Regions from separate parts of the Mus musculus genome. Here region 1 is linked to region 2. Evidence: chromatin contacts called from public HiCAR-type data. All regions are on one chromosome and are shown on one strand. The core of a region is the stretch at or near the end of the contact, and the rest is flanking DNA. Distances in the headings are between cores, read along the strand shown.

The links. HiCAR-type assays count read pairs that join an accessible place to other places.
Region 1: a HiCAR-type map of astrocytes shows a contact between it and region 2, with 3 times the contacts expected there. The contact joins the promoter of Ccdc190 here to the promoter of Lrrc52 in region 2. A contact is called at or near these places in 2 of 39 promoter capture datasets (both in liver) and 1 of 115 datasets of contacts at active chromatin or transcription factors (astrocytes).

What each region holds. Positions count from the first base shown.
Region 1 is chr1:169,926,462-169,930,268 of GRCm38.p6, forward strand. It overlaps Ccdc190 (coiled-coil domain containing 190), which reads left to right and starts at 2,478. Exons shown (of 4, transcript NM_001033185.2): 1 at 2,478-2,542; 2 at 3,458-3,699. The coding sequence starts at 3,513. Gm39699 (a long non-coding RNA gene) reads left to right here. Exons shown (of 3, transcript XR_865723.1): 1 at 1-231; 2 at 1,360-1,568; 3 at 1,849-2,127.
Region 2 is chr1:167,464,460-167,468,691 of GRCm38.p6, forward strand. Lrrc52 (leucine rich repeat containing 52) reads right to left here and starts at 2,321. Exons shown (of 2, transcript NM_001013382.3): 1 at 1,634-2,321. The coding sequence starts at 2,255.

The DNA of each region.
Region 1 (3,807 bases), core at 1,228-3,727, 2.5 Mb after region 2:
CCTCTTCCATGTATATAACCAGTCTCCATCGGCACCTCTCTATCCTAGAAGCCACTGAGCTGATTTTGTGGCTACAGATTAATTCTACCTGTTGTGATATTTTAAATATTTCACCTCTCCATCCCGGAAGCCACCAAACTGGCCTCAGTTGCTATGGATTATTAATCATGCCTGCACGTTGCTGTCTGTAAAAAGCCCCAGCCTGCTTTAAAGATCCCTTCTCGTCTGCAGGTCAGTCCTCCCCTCCGTGCACTACAGGGGTAGAGTGGGAATGTGTGCATGCACATGTGCGTGTGTGTATGGGGGTTATACATCTTCACATGCATGTGTGTAGTGGCCAGAGATAGGCATGAAGCGCCTTCTTCAGAAACTTTTCACCTTAGTGTTTGGGACAGACTCCCTCATATAACCTAGACTACATTAATTTGCCAAGGCCAGCTCTGAGGATCTGTCTGGTCCTCCCTCTTCCTGTGGTGGAGTGGAGTTAGAGCCATACACCACTGTGCCCACCCTCTTCCCATGGTACTGGAGGTCCAAATTCATGTTCTCATGCTTGTGGGGCAAACACGTGATTGAGCCATCTCCCCAGCCCCGAGGTGCTCTTTTTGATACCTCTGTTCGCTTGTCTTTCTGACCCTACCCAGTCTAAGGGACTAGGAGGAGAGTCAAAGTACAGGTGCAAGGTCTGTTTCCAGCATTGCTGCTGCACTTGGTGTGCTCCAGTTTCACAGCTTCTGTGCTGTCTCCATTGAAGCACGTCTCCTCCAGCAAACAGACATACCACGGGTACCTAATGGTTTCCACTCCCGCATACGAGCTGGTACCTCCCAAGCACTCTCAAGAGGACCAGAGGACTACCATACATGCCACATTAACTGTGTGGTTAATTCTGCAAGCTTCTCCCCATAGGCACTTTCTCAAGATGACACACCAATTGTACCAGAAGTGCCACAATGAGGTCAGCTCTGGGGTACTTGGATAGCCCTGGGGCTAATTATATCTGCTGTTAATTCCTTCTCCTGTGAGGAGTTTTGAACAAGGAATGAGTCAGTACTCAGGTGACTTCCTGTAAATCTGCTTTCCCACCTTAATTTGTAAAATAAAGGAGAGCTGATGATTGGGCAGATAAAAGGGAAGGTGGAGCAGAAGGTGAGGGAGAGAAGAAGGAGAAAATGGAAGAGGGAGAGGACACAGAGGAGGAGGAGGAAGAAGAAAAGCAGAGCAGAAGAACATGGCTTGGAGAAACTACAAGTTCTAAGGGGTCACATAGATGTGGAAGATGGTAGTGTAGGGGTTGATCTGCCCAATCTAGGTGCACAGCATGGATTCATATTAATTGAGTTGTGCTTTCATTGCCAGGGCATATTTGGGCTGGATATTTACCGCTTCATGGGGGCAACAAAGCTCTGTTGCTATGCACTTCACCAGGCCTGCCGATGGGGACTAGAGTGCCAGTTTCCCTTATGCGGCACCCCACTTTCTGTAGTAATTGTCTTGGAGATTGTGCCCTACTTGTTTAAATCCTGGAGAGGAAGAACTTGTGCATGGGAGAAGCACTGGCTGGGAAGGTATCATTTCCTACTTAGAGAACAATGACCCGCCCTCCCTCTCTCACCTCCCCAGTAATCTCTTTAGAATAGTTTGTTTGCCGGGTGGTGATTGTGGGTAGTAGGGGCTGCTTAGCTGCCTTTCATAAACTGGGATTACTGGGCCCCAGTGTTGGCAGCTGTCTTTAGACTGTGGAATCTTACTGCCTCTCATTCTCAGAAGGATCCCCAAGGAAACAGTTAGAGTCCCATCCAGTATCTTCGTCTATAACCCATAGCTCAACTCTATTCTCTGCTGCAGCTCTCCAAACGTGAAGACAAAAGTTGATTCAAAAATATATATCACTTCATCTCGTGCTGTGTCCAAGCCTTTGAAAATCTAAATAAACTTTGAAATGCACCGAACAAGGCTGGAAGACTGGAAACACCCAGCGTGGAGCGCAATAACGTAGAATAAGCAAATTCAATGCCTTTCTGTGCAAAATGTGCCCAGTCATGAATGGGAAGGCAGGGTGCTTTCTTTTGGTTTCCAAGAAGCCAGAAAAGGGGTGGGAGATGGGGCGGGAGGAGGGGCAGGGGCAGGGGAGGTAGAAGCGAAGCAGAGGGAGGTGGAAGAGAAGAGACTGGTTACAAACAGTGAGGGACTCTTGGCTTTCATTCTTGGCTCCCATGGACACGGCCTAGGAGCACCGCAGGCCTCCCTGGGGAGGGCTGGAAGTTGGCAAGCTTCCTTTATCCTCAAAACAAGTTAGAGATGTGGCCTCTTCAAGAGCAAATGGGACCCAAGGCTCGAGGAGTCGACGGCATTCCTAACCAGGGGTCGCAGGAGGAAAGGACAGAGCTTTCGAGTGTAACTAACCTTCTCCTGGCCCCGCCCCCTTCCAGCCCCCTTCCCCACCCTCACCCCCCTTTACACAGGCTCACACGCTTAGTGAAGAAAACAAGCTTGGAGCCAAAGAAACAAAGATTTTCCTGGTGAGGAGCTGGGTTTGCAGGTAAGTGCTACCCCCTGTATTTTTGGGTGAAGCTTTAATCTATACTTCAGAATCTAAATCAAACTGACTCGAATTCGGCTCTTAAATTAGAGCTGCCTTGTGTCTGGCCTTAGCCCCACCCCACCCCCTTTTTTGACATTTCAATTTTTTTTTCTTATTCACTTTACATTCCACTCACTGATCCCCCTTCCCTCTCACCTCCTCCCACAATCCTTCCTTCCTTACCCCCTTCTCCTCTGAGTGAGTAACCCCCTCCACCCTCTTCCCCCTACCCTGGCACTTCAAGTCTCTGAGAGGCTAAGCGCCTCCTCTCCCACTGAGGCATCCCAGCTGAAAGAGCACATCCCACATACAGGCAACACCTCTTGGGACAGTCCCCCGCTCCAGTTGTTTGGGACCCACATAAAAACCAAGCTGTACACCTGTTATATATGTGCAGAGTCCTGGTCCAGCCCATTTACGGTCTTTGATTGGCCGTTCAGTCTGGGAGAGTCTTGAGGGTGCAGGTTAGTTGATTCTGTTCATCTTCCTGTGGAGTTCTTATCACCTTAGTGGCTGTAAACCTTCCTCCTATTCTTCCATAAGAGTCCCCAAGCGCCATCCACTGCTTGGCTGTGGGTGGATGCCCTTCTTTAATGCTAATCTTTTCCTGAACTACTACCACCAATACCTAAGGGAGAGCACCTGACCTGACTGACCACTATCCCGCATGCATTCTGTGTTGTAGCCCTGAGGTGAGTATTGGCAGGGACTCTCGTTCCTTCCTGAGAGTGCTACTGGAGTTAAGAAGGTAGAGGTGTGGGTTTGGATGTGGAGACTTCATCTGACTAGGCAGTTTAAGATTTAATAAAATTAGATTTCAAACTAATCAGTGACCAATGACCAGAAGCCACCATGCTGACCTTGTTCTTTCAGGTTATCTGTGGTCCCTGGAGGACACTGGCTTTACTGTCACCCACGCGTGAGGAAGATGGACAGAAGCATGGTGAAGGGACCTCTGTATAAGCAGTTTGACTTGGAGAGAAAGAGTGCCAGGCAAGCAGAAGCCAGACTCAGCCTTAGACTGCAAAGGCTGGAGATCATCTGCCTCTATCACGTGAAATCGCTAGCCAGGGAGCAGAGACAGCTTCAGAAAGAACTGCAGCGCCTGCAGCAAGGTGAGGCTCTGTCATGAGTGGCAATGGGCCCCCACTTCCAGTCCTAAGGAGTAATTTACTGGGGGAGGTGGGGGAGGGCACAGCCCCCGCCTCACGGTGGGATGCTCA
Region 2 (4,232 bases), core at 1,071-3,570:
TCCCCTTCCTGAGGAGCTTCTGGCAGTCAGTGGCTGCTGAGGAAGGGGAAGCCATTTTCTTCAGTGATGGAGCCAATGCTAAGTTGCCCATGTTTCTATAAATAACACCTTGCCTATGCTCAATTAAACTCATTGATCTCTCTCTCTCTCTACACACACACACACACACACACACACACACACACACACACACACCATGAAAGAAGAGAAATGAGTAGGAAAGGAGTGGGATAAGAGACATAATGGGGAGTGAATGTAACATATTATAGGAAGCAACAAATGCTAATTAAAACACATCTGAGCAATAAAAATGTGTAATGTGTGTATGTCTGTGGGGATGGGCAGGAAAAGGTGATATCTTTGCACCAGATACGATGTGAGCTGGCAGGAATAATCACATTTAGGAACTACATTCAATGCAGGGCAGTTGACTCTCTGGGAGAGAACTCTGTAGAACCATCTTAGAGAAGATGGGAAGGAAGCTACTTAGGGCCACCGCTCCTGTCTTCAGTCTTAGTGCTACTGAGATCTCTGACAAAGTTATGGTTCCTTTTTTGTTATTCTAACAACTTAGGATGAGATTTTTGGCAGATGCCCAGGGCACAAAAGTTAAGGAGGCACTTACTCTGAGGGCTTATTCTCAGTGCCTCCTTAAATCTGGTCTGGAAATCCTGGCTTGCTTCACTCCAGTGGGCTTCCTGCCTGGAAGGCCTTTTAGGACACGATCACCCCGGAGCTCTGGAGGAATGATGACTCTCCGTTCTGCAGGCCCGTTCTTGGCTAGGAATCGCCATGTCCCAGGGACAGTACCAGTGGCCCCAGGCTTTCTGTAAGGGGTCTCATTTCTCTGAAGCTCTGACTTACCTGGGGTTGAAGGAGACAACAGAGTCCCTGGGATGGGGATGTGACACACTGGGGTACTAAAGGAACCACTGCAGAGAGGGTTGCCTCAGTGGCAGCACCTAGCTTGGAACTCTCCCCAGGTAAGTCTATAACACCGGACTCTCCCAGCTTGGCACTTTCCTGTGAGCTCAGCATTTTGAAACAAGTCTATCAAAGGCTTTCCTTCTGTCCTCTGTCTTTTGCTGTCCCCGAGGCTCCTGTGCACCCCACCCCTGCCACACCCGTGGAACATTCCCTGAGCCCTGTTGGATTCTCCCTCACCTGTGAAGGACTGAATTTATTTTAGACCCTGGAAAAATTCAGTCACGGCATTAATCAGATTAACACAGTTTACCCAGGGGAGCCCAGTGCCCTTGAATTACTTTGTAACTTTACAATTACAGTACACATTTTGTATCATTTACATACACATTTTGTTGGCTACAATTCTGCAAATTATGTAATATGTACCGGTTTTATGGAATGGAAAACAGGTGCAGAGAAATGAGATTTTTCTAAAGGCACAGGAGTGGTAGGTGACATGTTTGAGTTCTGAATTCTCATTCTAGAACTATTGCTATTAAGCATTATTGCCTCTCCAGTCAACCCAAGGAGGGGGCCGGGCCAAACAGTGACGGTACTTTTTAACCATCTCACACAGCTTTCCCTCCATCCCGATCATCTTTTGACTACCCCTCTCAGAAACCAGTCCCTCCCATGGCATGGCACCCACTGCCAATCAACCCCTTACCTGGGTGGTCCATATGGGACACTAATAAGTGGATGGTGAAGTCCAGGAAGGAGCAGTTGCATATCCAGGGGTTCCCACTTAGGTACAGAGTCTGGAGCACCACCAGGTGGTGGAAGCCATTATGGTCGATGATGTGCAATCCGGTGTTTCTGAGGTCCAGGTACCTCAAAGACGTGGTGTTGGCAAAGACGTATTTGTCAAGATACAACAGGTGAGGGTTGTGTGAAATGTTCAGCCGCACCAGGTTGGTGAGCACTGAGAAGCTGAAAGGGGAGATGGAAGTTAGGTTGTTGGAGCTGAGGTCAAGGTAGATGAGTCTGAAGATCCCGATGAAGGTATAATCCATCACCTCTCGAATCCGGTTGTTCTGACAGTCCAAGTAAACGAGGTCACTGAGGAATCCCAGCTGCAAAGCTGGTAAACTAGTGATTTTGTTATTGTTCAGGTATAGTCTCCGGGTGTTCAGAGGAATATCAGCTGGGTATTCCGTTAGGTGCAAATCTATGCAGGCTACTTCTTGGTCTTGACACACACACTTGTTTGGACACTTGGACCCTGATACCAACCCCATTCCAAGAGAAAAGAGTAACAACTTGGAGCTAGGGCCTGAAGCAAGGGACATAGTAAGAAGCCAAGGTTCCCCTCCTTCTACCTTCCTGAGGGCGGGTACAAGCTGTCCTTCTGATCTGAAGGCTGCCGAGGGGTGGGGCAGGGCAGGGGATGGGTGCTGGAAAAAACTGTAACACTCTAGCTTTGTGCAAAGCAATTTTCCATTACAGGAGAACTGAACAGAAGTTGAAACACGAGGCCCAGTGCCCTGCTGCCGGCTTGGTGGCTCTGCTACTTGCTCAGTCCGAGTGCTGTTGGAAGCTCGCCCACTTGGCAGCTCTGAAAGGTCTCACCCTTTCCCTGCCTTTGTAAGTGAAGGGGAGCCAGGGGAGAACCGCATGACAATGAGGTTGCCAGTTGACACTTTTGTGATGTCAGCAGCCTCGGGAGACTCTGAGGCAGAGGGAGAGAGGTTTCTCACCTCTCCTTCTGGGTGGTCAGGGGTGTTTTGTGTATGTAGGTAAGCTTGCTCTCTGGAGGAGTCAGGCATGCAGGTGTGGGGGGAACACACATGAGGGCCCTGTGTGCAGGTGTGTGCCAGGGCATTCTTGGAGTGTTCATATCAGCTCCACACGGAGGTGTCAGAGAGGATTTGGCCAGATATAAGCCCTTAGTCCATTCCTAGTGGGAACCTGGGATGTCTCCAGCCCTATCATCCTTTCTGGTGATCAGCTTTTAGAGCAGACCGTTTCCTGGTTTCTAAATTTTGAGGGATGTCAGTTGTTTTTAGAAGATAGGAAAGGGGTTTGCCTCTTTTGTAATAAATCCTCTGATAAGGTGAGACTCTTAAGATTTTATTTCTAGGTTTTATACATCCTTGTCTACATTTGGATTGTGTGTGTATGTGTGTGTGTGTGCACACATGCATGTACACATTCTTATTTTAAAAAGACTTTTTTGAACAGTAAGTTATTCCCCTTAAAACAAAGCCCAAACGCAGAATAAAAACCTGTGAGTGTGATAATATGAATCATTTCTTATGACTTGTGTTTTTCAAGGAGTTTAAACACAGCGAGTACAGGTCTAGTGTTTCTACTGTGAGTTTCTGCTCATTAAGTGCTTGACAGATGAAAGGAGTCTCTAGAGGAATGGGGTCTGGGGTGTATAACTCTCTCTGTGGGGGAAGGCATGAGGTCAGAAATGAAGATGAAGCACCTCAGGAGTTAAAATGGGTTATTTATGGAAAGCAGTACCTTATTCTTTAAAAACCTTCACATATAATGTAGGTGGGAATATTAATAGCTCAATGAAACTTGTATTTAGCTTAGCATAGCGCCTGGCACTAGGCATTTAATAAATACTTATTGAATGAATGATGCGTGAATGTCTCTGATGGCTTGCTTCCTTTTCTTGCTTCTCTGCCAAGAGAGAAATGAATAAAGTCGAGTGGATTCATGGCTAGTTAGCTAATGCTTGGTTATGTTTCCTGACTCAGCATTTCTCGGGTGACTGGCTGGGAATTAACGTGATGACTTAGGGATGTTTACTAAATTGAAAGTGACCTTCTTCAGGCAGAAATCTCAAACACTTAATGTAATGACTTAAATGATAGTTTTCCCAATTGAAGCAAGATTTAATTGATAGGGAAGCCAACCTTTCTTTATAATTAAAAAAAAAAATCAGTTAAAAAAAACATAAACAAGTCCCTCCCTCGATCTTAGAACATTGCATCTGAGATAAATTTAGAGCATCTAGTAGAGTCTTCACTGTATCATAGATTAGTCTTCACAGTGGCCGTACTCTCTGGGAGTGCAGCAGCGTGTGATGCTCAGGTTGGGCATCCTAGGACACTCTGGGAGATGTTCCCAGGAGTGATGGTCCCTGACTGACCTCCAGAGCTTTCAGAATGCTCCTACTGTGTCTCTCTACTCTTTGTTTGATGAATGTTTTAATTACAGTGTGTGTATGTGTGCATGAGTATGTGCACGTGTGTGTGTGTGTGTGTGTGTGTGTGTGTGTGTGTGTGTGTGTGGGTGTATGCGTGTGTGTA